Regions from separate parts of the Oryza sativa genome. Here region 2 is linked to region 1. A link is a contact called in public HiCAR-type data. All regions are on one chromosome and are shown on one strand. Each heading gives the region's core, a stretch centred on a gene start, on an enhancer-like site or on the middle of the called end of the contact. The rest is flanking DNA. Distances are from core to core; before and after follow the strand shown. Region 1 holds the start of LOC4326367 (receptor-like protein kinase HSL1). Region 2 holds the start of LOC4327702 (kinesin-like protein KIN-14A).

What was found. HiCAR-type assays count read pairs that join an accessible place to other places.
Region 2: a HiCAR-type map of leaf shows a contact between it and region 1, with 2.3 times the contacts expected there. The contact joins the promoter of LOC4327702 here to the promoter of LOC4326367 in region 1. A contact is called at or near these places in 1 of 15 Hi-C or Micro-C datasets (an unstated tissue) and 1 of 4 datasets of contacts at active chromatin or transcription factors (leaf).

What each region holds. Positions count from the first base shown.
Region 1 is chr1:7,746,987-7,753,381 of ASM3414082v1, forward strand. It overlaps LOC4326367 (receptor-like protein kinase HSL1), which reads left to right and starts at 3,528. Exons shown (of 2, transcript XM_015763222.3): 1 at 3,528-6,302; 2 at 6,383-6,395. The coding sequence starts at 3,686.
Region 2 is chr1:7,893,450-7,899,844 of ASM3414082v1, forward strand. It overlaps LOC4327702 (kinesin-like protein KIN-14A), which reads left to right and starts at 3,967. Exons shown (of 19, transcript NM_001409242.1): 1 at 3,967-4,178; 2 at 4,824-5,110; 3 at 5,191-5,446; 4 at 5,590-5,672; 5 at 5,769-5,822. The coding sequence starts at 4,109. LOC4327701 (GDSL esterase/lipase At4g10955) reads right to left here and starts at 757. Exons shown (of 2, transcript XM_015774671.3): 1 at 414-757. The coding sequence starts at 529.

The DNA of each region.
Region 1 (6,395 bases), core at 2,278-4,777:
TTCTCTCTGCTACTAGCAAACAACGAGTAACAAGTAACCCACTGTACAAGTTAAATTTACCTGGAGAATCAATAAAAAAATACATACAATAAATTTTTTAAAAATATTTCCAAAAACGCATTTCAAAATAGTAAGGAAAAAAATGTTGTTTAGTTTTTTTCTTCAAAATGGCTCTCGGCACCATAGCTGAAAGCTTGCCGCAACATATTTGTTTTGTACAACAAACACTGCCACGGTATTGGTATCGTTATCGTGCTTTTTTTACGTAATGATAAAATCTGCCCTTTGCTTCAATAGGAGCTGCAACCATATAGTTATTGTTCCTGATATATGGCAAAAAGAAAAATCAGATTTGGAAATAACCATTTGTTCTTTTAAAAGAAGGCACAAAAATGTGAAAAAGAAAAAAAATACCCTTAAAGGATCGTTTTAAGTTGTTAGTTCTCGGATGTTCACGTGCTTAATTACCACTGATTTTCTAATTAATTACCACCTGCTGGGAAGGGGGGGAAAAAACTTCATGTACGTACACGCGTACCTTCGGCGAAAATCCATGTGTTATGTGCGACACAATCCTAGTTGTACAGTGACAAATATTCTCCCAAATCATCACCTGCACATTCATCCAATCTGCCAATTGGTTCCCAACTTCTGCTGTGCTACCGACCGTGGCACCGTGCCATACACACCCCATGTGATCGGAATATACGCAGACATATATCATACTGTGTACATATGTATCTACCGGCCGGCCATGTGGATTATGGGATTGCGAATGGAATTATGTGATTTAGTGCCGTGTTTTCAGTTAACACCCTGCTCTGTCACTATATTATTGCCGAATATTCTGGTTATAATTAGGATTAGGGGATTAATAATCCTGTGGCTGGCGCAGAGAGAGAGAGAGAGAGAGAAGGGTACACCTCCAACAAACGGATGATGTTAGAAAGCATGGCGGGAAGAGGCAATAATTTTTTTATTTTTTTTAGTTTTATTAATAGATCTTTCCAAAAAATATTTTTAAGTCTGAAACTTTTGGCCACGCCAGCCCGCCTGTCGTGGCCAAATAACTTTGTCACGCCACCGTGGCTGGCGTGGCAGTGGCAAAATGTTCATTTTTCAGAAATATCTATTAGTATCTACTATTATAAAAATTGAAGATGTTTTTTGCTGGTATTTTGGTACGTTATCAATGTATGAGTTGGTTTTAAGTTCGTTCGTTTTTGGAAATACATATCCGTATTTGAGTCGGTTTTTAAGTTCATTCGTTTTTGAAAATACATATCCGTACTTGAGTTGGTTTTTAAGTTTGTTCGCTTTTGAAAATACAAAAGGAATTGTATAGAAAATCGCTTTAAAAAATCTCGCATCCTAACTTGAGACGATCGAACTCCTAATTGCAGCTCATGATTTTCTATCAAAATATATATCCAAGCGAATTTAACAGTGAATTTCATCTTATCTAAACCATATAATAATGATAAGATTAAAATAGCCTTCACCTGTGCAATGCACGGGTATTTTCTTCTAGTAAAATTAAAAAAAAATCAAGAGGCAACAAGGAAGGAGGCAATTTGATTGTACAGGATGTCAATTATTCAGCCGCCCAGGAGATGAAGACAGATGTTAGAATCCATAGACTGTGGTAATGCAAAAGGTGATGTGTATGGCTGTACATACTAGTAGCAGATAGCTGACATGTTGAAATATAGTGATGTGTATGGCTGTACATAGCTGATACTCCAGCTGACATGTATAGCATTCTGCCCTAATCCCTCCGTAAAAAAAAACCAATATAGGATTAGATATGTCACATCTAGTTTCTTTTTTTTTTTTTGGACGGATAGAATACTAGTAATTGTTTGAGCCACCATTTTGAATTTTACTGCTCATTTATCTCTTTTTATTTTCCATGGAAAAAAATCGGACTACTACAAATAAAAGTATAAAGATGGAATCTCGAAACAATTTTTGATTTCTGCAGTAACTTATAAGTGACAATCACCACAACCGTATTAGTAACCGTTCCTAACATGATACTTTTACCTCGTCGACAACAAATTGGAACTATCGTACCCGGCATGTTCGGTTGCCATACTATAGTTCTATACAAGTACTGTACTAGTACAGCGCCAACTGTCCGTACACCCGCCGTGTCCGACCACCGTACAAAGTACAACGCCGATGCCCGGAGAGAAGCGATCGAGAGGAAACAAACCCACCGGGACCAACCGACCGACCAAGCAAGCAAGCGCCCAAACGGTTGGGTTGGGTTGGGGCGTTTGGGTACGTGATGCCCTGATTCCGAAGCCACCTTGCAGCAGCACGCTCCCATTGAAATCGACCGAGGATTAATTCCGTTCCGTCGAGGTGGTACGCATCAACGCATGGATAGGATGGAGATGGACCAGCCTCGCTAGCCGCATGCGCATGCAGATGCAGTGCAGTGCAGTGCAGGCCTCCTCCTCCTCAAAACATACCTTTCCTTTCCATCCGGCCGCCCACGCAAACCCTCCTCTGCACATGCGAATATGTGTGTGCACTGTACAGTTACCGGTTTTTTCTTTCTTTTTTGATGCAATTATGCAGAGGGTAGTCGTTGTTACTGCACATATTGTCGTTTTCTGTTAATTCTGGAAATGGGTAGAAGATAATGTTTCTTTTGGATACTGACGTGCAAATTGATAGCATGCATGGATAATCACTTGTGCTGATTCTCACTCCCACTTGTAACTTTGATCTTGATCGGTAGCGAAGTTTGTAAATATTACTAGACCTCTTCATATTTGAGCCATTTGATTATTCTCTTTTTTTGGAGAGGAATATTTTTATACAAGAGTAAATTTTAGAGAAGTGTAAATTTTAATGTAACCTATCGGTTTGCTATAATCACTAGAGATCCAATATGTACAATGACAACATTCGAAATTATCAAAGAAATATAATTTCGTTAGCGCCCTTATCATTATTTGATAAACCGAGCCTCATATCACACATACTTTACTAGATGTAGTGTTACAGTATGCCACGTCATCATGCTACGCTATTGTTTGTATGCGGGCACAATGTTGGATGACACAACAACATGTAAGGTTAGAAACGATATGTTTTATGTACATGCACATATTTTGTGTAATTAAAAAATACTAGTTTGTAAAATGTAAACGTGAAGGAAAACCATAGCACAAAATTATGTTTCCTAAACGTAAAAGTCAAGAGGTAAACTTGTTCAAAAACTTCCGCGACAATTCAGTACTACAGTACGATCATCCTCCACGGTTGAGTGACTTGAATCCGCGGCGGTTTGATCGCTACAGAAGCAACCGGGCCCACAACCCAGTGGCTCAACACACAGCCAAAAGCAGCCGTACCGCAACCAGAGCCCCAACACAACAGGTCAAACCTTGGTCTCCCCCATGTTTCACCGATCCCATTAATCTATTCTTCTCGTAAAAAGTAAAAAAAAAAATTGTTTCGACCCATCCACTCCCACTCTCTACTCAGCTCATCAGCTACTCTACTCTCCCACTTGCTTCCGCTGCTTCTCCTCTCCATAAGAGCACCCACCAACTCAGCCTCTCCTCCCATCGCCGCCGCCAATGCCGGCCTCCACGGCCTCGCCACCGCCGCACCTCGTCTGAACCCCCGTCTTGCTGCCGCCGGAAACCGCGTCGAGAAGTTAACCATGGGGTCTGGCTCACTCCTCCTCTCCCTCTTGCTGGTGCTCGTCGTCGTCAATGTCGGGGTGGCGGTGAACCAGGACGGGCTGTCCCTGCTCGACGCGAGGCGCGCGCTCGCCGCCCCGGATGGCGCGCTGGCGGACTGGAACGCGCGCGACGCCACGCCCTGCAGCTGGACGGGCGTCTCCTGCGACGCCGGCGTCGGCGGCGGCGCCGTGACGGGGATCTCCCTCGCGGGCCTCAACCTCACCGGGTCGTTCCCGGCGGCGTTGTGCCGCCTCCCGCGCGTCGCGAGCATCGACCTGAGCTACAACTACATCGGCCCCAACCTGAGCTCCGACGCCGTCGCGCCGTGCAAGGCGCTCCGGCGGCTCGACCTGTCGATGAACGCGCTCGTCGGCCCGCTCCCCGACGCGCTCGCGGCCCTCCCGGAGCTCGTGTACCTCAAGCTCGACAGCAACAACTTCTCCGGCCCGATACCGGAGTCGTTCGGCCGGTTCAAGAAGCTCGAGTCGCTCTCCCTCGTCTACAACCTGCTCGGCGGCGAGGTCCCGCCGTTCCTCGGCGGCGTGTCCACGCTCCGGGAGCTCAACCTGTCCTACAACCCGTTCGTGGCGGGGCCCGTGCCCGCCGAGCTCGGCAACCTCTCCGCTCTGCGCGTGCTCTGGCTCGCCGGCTGCAACCTCATCGGCGCCATCCCGGCGTCTCTCGGCAGGCTCGGCAACCTCACGGACCTCGACTTGTCGACGAACGCGCTCACCGGCTCGATACCGCCGGAGATTACGCGGCTGACGAGCGTCGTGCAGATCGAGCTGTACAACAACTCGCTCACTGGGCCGATTCCCGTGGGGTTCGGCAAGCTCGCGGAGCTCCAGGGCGTGGACCTCGCCATGAACAGGCTCAACGGCGCCATCCCGGATGACTTCTTCGAGGCGCCGAAGCTGGAGAGCGTGCACCTGTACGCCAACTCGCTGACGGGGCCCGTGCCGGAGTCGGTGGCGAAGGCGGCGTCGCTCGTCGAGCTGCGGCTGTTCGCCAACCGGCTGAACGGCACGCTGCCGGCCGACCTCGGCAAGAACAGCCCTCTGGTGTGCGTGGACATGTCCGACAACTCCATCTCCGGCGAGATCCCGCCGGCGATATGCGACCGCGGCGAGCTCGAGGAGCTTCTTATGCTCGACAATAAGCTCTCCGGTCGCATCCCCGACGGGCTCGGGCGTTGCCGGAGGCTGCGGCGGGTGCGGCTGTCGAACAACAGGCTCGACGGCGACGTGCCCGCCGCGGTCTGGGGCCTGCCGCACATGTCGCTGCTCGAGCTCAACGACAACCAGCTCACCGGAGTGATCTCTCCGGTCATCGGCGGCGCGGCCAACCTGTCCAAGCTGGTGCTGTCCAATAACCGGCTAACTGGTAGCATCCCGCCGGAAATTGGCTCGGCCTCGAAGCTGTACGAGCTCTCCGCCGACGGCAACATGCTCTCCGGCCCGCTCCCTGGGTCTCTTGGCGGCCTCGAAGAGCTCGGCCGGCTTGTTCTCCGGAACAACTCGTTGTCAGGTCAGCTGCTCCGGGGAATCAATTCTTGGAAGAAGCTTAGTGAGCTCAACCTCGCCGACAATGGCTTTACCGGAGCAATTCCAGCAGAGCTCGGCGATTTGCCGGTGCTGAACTACCTTGACCTCTCCGGCAACCGTCTCACCGGTGAGGTACCAATGCAATTGGAGAATCTGAAGCTGAACCAGTTCAATGTCTCCAATAACCAGCTCAGTGGCGCGCTTCCGCCACAGTATGCGACGGCGGCATATCGAAGCAGCTTCTTGGGCAACCCGGGGTTATGTGGAGATAATGCCGGTCTATGTGCCAATTCACAGGGAGGTCCTAGATCCCGCGCTGGCTTCGCCTGGATGATGCGCTCAATTTTCATATTTGCGGCTGTTGTTCTGGTTGCTGGAGTTGCGTGGTTCTACTGGAGGTACCGGAGCTTCAACAATTCTAAGCTAAGTGCCGACCGTTCGAAATGGTCATTGACATCATTCCACAAGCTCTCATTCAGCGAGTATGAGATCCTGGATTGTCTTGATGAGGATAATGTGATTGGTAGTGGCGCATCCGGGAAAGTGTATAAGGCAGTGCTCAGCAATGGTGAGGTGGTTGCCGTTAAGAAGCTTTGGGGGTTAAAGAAGGGGACGGATGTTGAGAACGGGGGTGAAGGATCCACAGCTGACAACAGCTTTGAGGCGGAGGTGAAGACTCTTGGCAAGATTCGCCACAAGAACATTGTCAAGCTCTGGTGTAGCTGCACGCACAATGACACCAAGTTGCTGGTGTACGAGTACATGCCCAATGGTAGCCTAGGAGATGTGCTACACAGCAGCAAGGCTGGTTTGCTGGATTGGTCGACGCGGTACAAGATTGCTCTGGATGCAGCGGAGGGGTTATCCTATCTTCACCATGACTACGTCCCTGCGATCGTCCATAGGGATGTCAAGTCGAACAACATCCTCTTGGATGCTGAATTCGGTGCCCGTGTTGCAGACTTTGGGGTTGCCAAAGTGGTAGAAGCCACTGTCCGGGGCCCCAAGTCGATGTCAGTGATCGCGGGTTCATGTGGTTACATTGCACCTGGTAAGTCTCACTAATTATTTTAGATGTAAGTTTCAGTTAGTCCTTTAGAATTGTGAATCTGATGTACTTGTTTTGTGCAGAGTATGCATACAC
Region 2 (6,395 bases), core at 2,717-5,216, 150 kb after region 1:
ACGCGTAAGGCCATTCCTAGAATGGTGTCTATAGCATTAAATAAGCTGCCACATAGGATGAAAAATAATATGATAAATGAATAAATGAGGAAAGAGAATGACATCGTTTCTACACAACATCCAAGACATCATGTGAGATAAGTAGCATTAAATTTAAATATGGAATAGTGGTGTTTGCATTGGAAGATTAGTGTCTAGTACTAATTTCTCGATGACGTAGAGTTTATGGAAACTATGTCTAGTGTTTTGGGTTGGGAATGGCCTTAACACTCCAAACATCTCAGACATGTAGTAATGATGTAAACAAAAACCGTACGCGAGTGACCAAGAATGGGAGCACATGTGCATGTTCATGGACGATCCAACAGCGGAAGGAGGAGGGAGGGAGAAGGGATGGGTCGCGAACCACCAACCAGCTCGAGCGGATGAGGTCCCTCCAGCTGGGGTTGGAGATGTTGCGGGGCCCCGTCGCGTGGAACTCCCACAGCACCTGCTTCCCGCCACCTCCGCCGCCGCCGTTGCTCCCCATCGTCGATCCCCTCCGCCCGTCGCTCTCGCTCTCGCACCACCGGTTGATTAGCGGAGAAGGAAAGGGAAGGCGGGAGAGGGGGGCGGCGCGCCGGTGCCGCCGATCGAGGAGGCGCTCGTCAACGTCGGAGAGAAGGAAGGGGGTGGATGGATCCGTGGCCCGTGCGGGCGGGGAAGAATATACGGGGCGCCAACGCGGCGGCGGGTGGGAAATCTCGCGCGCGCTGATGCACGCAACGGCCTCGCCAGGTCGTTTTTTTACTGTACTTTTGCGTGTTCGGTTGCGAGGTCAAACGGTCAAGGCGCCACGCTGCTGCTGTTGCCTGTTGGTGGTGGTCATCTGTAGCTAGGAAACAAACGGAATCTAACAGAAATAACCTTTTCATTAGGTGTTACTAGGTCACTTATTTAAAGGCAGAAGACGTAAGTTCGAGAATTTGATTAGCAAATTTTAATATGGGCACGAATATTGTGTTGTTTTTTTTTTCGGTTTCTTATGCCGAGTATGGTGTATATATATTTTAATATGTTCAGTGCAATATTCTAATAGGATGCTCCGGTGTGAGACAAAAACCGACGCGGGCAGAAAAAACCGAACCAAATACATTGTAGAAGCCGGCTACTATGTGTCAGGCCGAAAATCGATGTCCCAAAACAAGTCAAACTCAGTTGACTAAATAAGTATTTGTCACGGAGAGAAAGAACAAGTGGCTGATAGATGGGAAAATACAGTCCAGCCACCTCTCTCGTTCCCCTCCAGTTGGATGCTGGCCTTGTCTTAACTCCAGAAGTCACCGCTAGACGTCGCCGCCATCGAGCGGGTGCAGGTGGGCGATCAAAATTTGGCATATCAAAATTTGGCTCCAAACTAAATAAACACTAAACACTATTGAAATTGCCAAATATTGGTAAGGTCAATTTAGATCTCAAACCAAATTAGCCCAAAATTTAGAGCTCTACGTGCTTTTAATCTTTTCAGCCATAGCTAGCGAAAATTTAAATTTTAAAAACTTAATTTTAGAGTTGATTTTTTTTGTTATCGTAGTTTACTTTTCAGCATTACCTTTTTAAGTTATTAGGAACACATATCCAACGTTTGGCCATCCGTCTTATTTGAAAATTTTAAAAAAAATAGTCACTCATAAATTACTATTTATATTTTATCATCTAATAATAATAAAAATACTAGTCATTTTTTTTAAATAAGGCGGACGATCAAACGTTGAACATGAAAACCCAAAACTACACTTATTTGGGATGGAGGGCGTGATATTCAGTAGAAACAATTTCTCCTAGGGGGCTGCAATATAACGGTATCCCGTTTTTCGAACGGGATGATCCCGAGTAAGTATCAGGTGTTGTCGGAGATATGGACCCGGGGGTATGTGTGTGAAGTAGAGGGGAATTACTTTCCCTCCGGCCACGTGACTCTGCAAGTTAGCCCCATTCGTGCGTCACGCGAGTCGTGAAAGCGCCGGGGGGGGGGGGGGGGGGGCGCGGGGCATGGCGTCACCCCCTCGGGCTATCCCGCGGCTTCGCCCCGAGGCCTTCACCCGGCTGCCACGCGGCGGAGGGAGAGAGCGAGAGCACAGGCTGAACAGCCATAAATGTGCGATGCCCCAACTGTCCCTCACCGCATTTAATGCGGTAAGGGCAGACGTGCGGCGCGCCTAGCTAACCTCTGTCCAACGGATGTGACCGATCTGTGACCGGCCTGACACCGTCACATCCGACGGATAGGGCAATCATGTCCTCACGTCGCTCTTGTACCCGGCGGAGTGGGGGTGGGTATGACCCGTCACGTCCGAGCGTCACTCGAGGAAGGGCTGTCACAGGTCATCGTTCATTTATGAGGGAATGACAGGGCTGTCCACCGTGTCAGGCGGGGGCCGGCACCTGGTTCCACTCGAGAACCGGTTGTTGCTTAGCTTCCGGGAGAAGGCACGATTTAAAGCCCAGGAAAAGTGGAGTGGGATCCCCCTCCGAGAGAGGGTAGGTAGAGGCGGCGCATGTGGTATCCCCTTGAGCTATAAAAGGAGGACCCTGCCCACTGAGACGGGGGGGACGCCGAGAAAACCTGAACTCCAGAAGAGAGGAAGCGAGTGCGCTTTCTAGAGTGAAGAAATCTTTGTAAAACACATCCATAATCCCAAACACAGGAGTAGGGTGTTACGCTCCATAGCGGCCCGAACCTGTATAATCCGACTGCGTGCAAGCTTGCCGGTAATCCTAGGGACGAGCGAGTGATTTCCAAGAGATGAGCCTCCGCCCCAGGCCGAACTCACAAATGGGGGGTCTCACGATTCCCCGCTATTGAGGATCTCTCCTCGACAGGTGTGATACCTATCAGGTATCAGACGATTCTACACAACAGGATGATCCCGAGTAGGTATCAGGTGTGATACCTATCAGATATCAGACGATTCTACACACGTTTCAAGTGATACCTACAAGTATCATGTGATACTTATCAGGTATCATGCGATTTTCTACCACGTATCGCGTGATACTCGCGAGGTATCATGTGAAACCTGTCAGGTATCAGATGATTTCAACCACGTATCGCGTGATACTCACGAGGTATCATGCGATACCTGTCATGTATCAGACGATTTCTACCACGTATCACATGATACTCGCGAGGTATCAGACGATTTCTATCATGTATCACGTGATACTTGCGAGGTATCGGATGATACCTACCAGGTATCAGGTGATTCCTACTAAATATGGTTGGACATCCCGTTGGGGGAGGAGCACCCCGACACGCGCGGTCGCCCCCAACAGCCGTCCCTTGTAGACGAGGACGGCGACGGCAGCGGTAGCGGGGGACGGGCGCGACGGCGGTGGGGGATGGGCGTGGCGGCGGCGGCGGCGGGGGACAACAACGGCGGCAGTGGGGGATGGGCGTAGCGGCGGCGTCGACGGGGGATGGGCGCGGCGGCAGCGGCGGCGACGGGGGACGGGCGCGGCAGCGGCGGGGGACGACGACGGCGACAAGTGAGTGTATGGATAAAAATCACGTGTGGATAGGAGCTATCCTGTTGGGGGACGGTATCCCGTCCCCTAGCATTCTCGTTTCTCCTAATATCCCAAATCAAAAGCAAAGCAAAGCAACAGTGTTCAATCGTTGCGGAGCTGCCGTCTCGTCGGCCGTCGGTCGGTATATAGAGCTGTTAAGCCGTGCCTATGCAGTCGCGACGGAGCACCTGACGCTGTCGGCCCTGCTTCGTGCAGCAGCCGATGACAACTGGGCCCCACCACCCGCGGGCCCCACGTGTAAGCGTGAGCCTCGAGCTCCCCACCCGCCGCGCCGCACCGCACGCGCACCGACCACCCACCCAGCGGGGCGAGCGTGTCCGTCCGATCCGTGTCGAGATCTCGGACCGCCTCGGAGACCGGGCCCACCCCACTACCCACCCCACATTTCGAATTCAAACCAATCCCCTTCCCCGTCTCGCTTCCCTCTCCTCCTCCTCCCAATCGAAGCTTCCAGAAGCCCCAGGGCGTCGCGAGGGCGCCGCGGCGGCGGCTCGTGGCGAACGAGGGCGGGGGTTGAGAGCGCGGGAGAGGGGGAGGCATGGCGGCGGAGCCGCGGAGGGTGTCGTTCCGCGACGGCCGCCTCGCGTCGCGGAAGGCGGAGGAGGCTGGTAAGATCTCTTCTCCCACGGGCCCGATACCGATCGAGGGGGTTCTTCGATCGGTGGATCGATCGCTCTCATGGCGTTCTCGTCGAGGGTTCCATGGTTTGCTTGCTTGCTTGCGGGTTGCTCTGCTGCTTGGGGTTTAGAGTTTAGGCGGGTTTGTGGGGGGGCAAAAGCTCTTGGTCTTTTTTTGGTGGGGGCATTTCTGCTAACTTAGGTGGAGTGCTTGCGAGAATCTCGCGCTGGGGTTCCACTTCGTGATCGTTTTTGGGCGCTTCTATGCGGAGGCCCCGAATCAATCTTACGCGATATGATGCATAGCTTTTGCTTCTATTGATTAAATCGCGATAGTCTTGCTATTATGAGAGCTAGTTCTTCTGCTTGGACCGTGGTTTCTGCAAGGAATGCGTTTAGAGAGCTAGTTCTCAGTGATTCTCCAAGCTGTCTCGTGCTGTTTCAATCCCAATGATCCGTAGATAAATTTCTATAAGCAATAGCCACATGGATCCCATCCTTGTCTCCAGAATAATATAGTACTGTAAATAATGTTAATAGAATGTAGCACGCAAAATTTCTTTGCTGTTCTAATGCTGGCTGGTTTAGTTTTCGTTAAATTCGTTGGCTGATTGTAGTTTCTTTGATTTCTGCAAGCATTGAGACGGCACCAGGCTGCAACCTGGCTTGAGAGCGTGATAGGGCCCTTCGGCCTCTCCCGGTGCCCATCGGAGCAAGAATTTGTTGCCGCTGTAAGGAATGGCATTGTCCTATGCAAGGCAATTAACAAAATACAACCAGGCGCTGTGCCAAAGGTCGTGGCTAATGCCTCCTGTGATAGCCAGCCATCGACGGCTTTCCAGTATTTTGAGAACATCCGGAACTTCTTGGTTGCTGTTCAAGAGCTGAAGCTTCCATGCTTTGAGGCCTCTGATTTGGAAAAGGTTGCTACTTAACTATGCTTAGCAATTTAATCCTGATGGTGGGATGTGTAATCACCCAGAAAATTGTGTTGCTTCTGCAGGACAATATTGATGCTGGGTCAGTAGGCAAGATTGTCGATTGTGTCATTTCCTTGAAGTCTTATCATGAGTGGAGGCAACGGGGAGGAAGTTATGGGCACCTCAAGCACTTGAAATCACCTCTTGCAACACGTTCTGCAAGTCATGTTCAGTCTGAATATGTTTGTTCCGGATCTTCTTCCACCCCAAAACGTCTAGATTTGGTAGAGACTGATACCGAGAGACAACCAAATCAAAATGTGGGTCCTAATTGTCAAGGTTTGTGATGCATTTCTCTTGGAACACATGATACAGTTTATGTATAACTTTTATTGCCTGCTTTTTTTTACATGTACATAATAACTTCTTTGCATTGATATCATCATCAACAATGTAACCAGCTATCTATTGTGCATTTTCAGAGGCAATGGAAAGACTTCAGAAGGTTATTTTGGACTGCATGATAAGTTGTAAAGAAAATTTGGACAATGATTCTCTGAAAAAGGTTATTAGTAAAAAATGATATGAGGATTCCAGTTACATGTATTGTACTGTTTAAATCATGATCCATGTTTTTGACATGTTTTGATCACTATTCCAGGATCCATATAAGTTGGTTGGAACTATTTTATCACGTCAACTGGAAAAGGAACAGGTACACTGTAATGCCATCTACTTTTTATGTTTAAAACACTACTTCATCCATGGTTTCGTTTTGCTTAGACTGTTTTTCAACATGTATAAGTTATCCTATTGGCAGCATTTATCTCCACTGTTATGTGAGTCAAATAATTTGACCTATTGAAACATGGAATATTGGTATATGATGATAACATAGGATATTTGAGAAATACAAGTTATAGCTATCCACCCGCAAAAATGGTAATGCTACACAATGATTGCAACGATGAAGCTTGATGTCGTTTGTCACCTAAAGTATAGTATTATGTCATTCTCATTGCACCTTTGCAAATAGCATCTAGTTTGGAGCAGAAATTCATGGGGGTGATTAATCATGGAACTCTTTTGAGGCATCTTCAGGCACTTTTTGGTATTAATTTGAGTACATTCTGCTTCAAACAGAAAAAAAATAAGCACATCTTTGCAGTGCTTTCAACCATCCTTGTGTCATATATGCAAGCTAAGCGATTGATCAAATGATTTTTAGCAATTTTCAGCTGTGGTCCTACCCTATTAGTTGAAGTGCTATTATTTGCAACAGAGCATT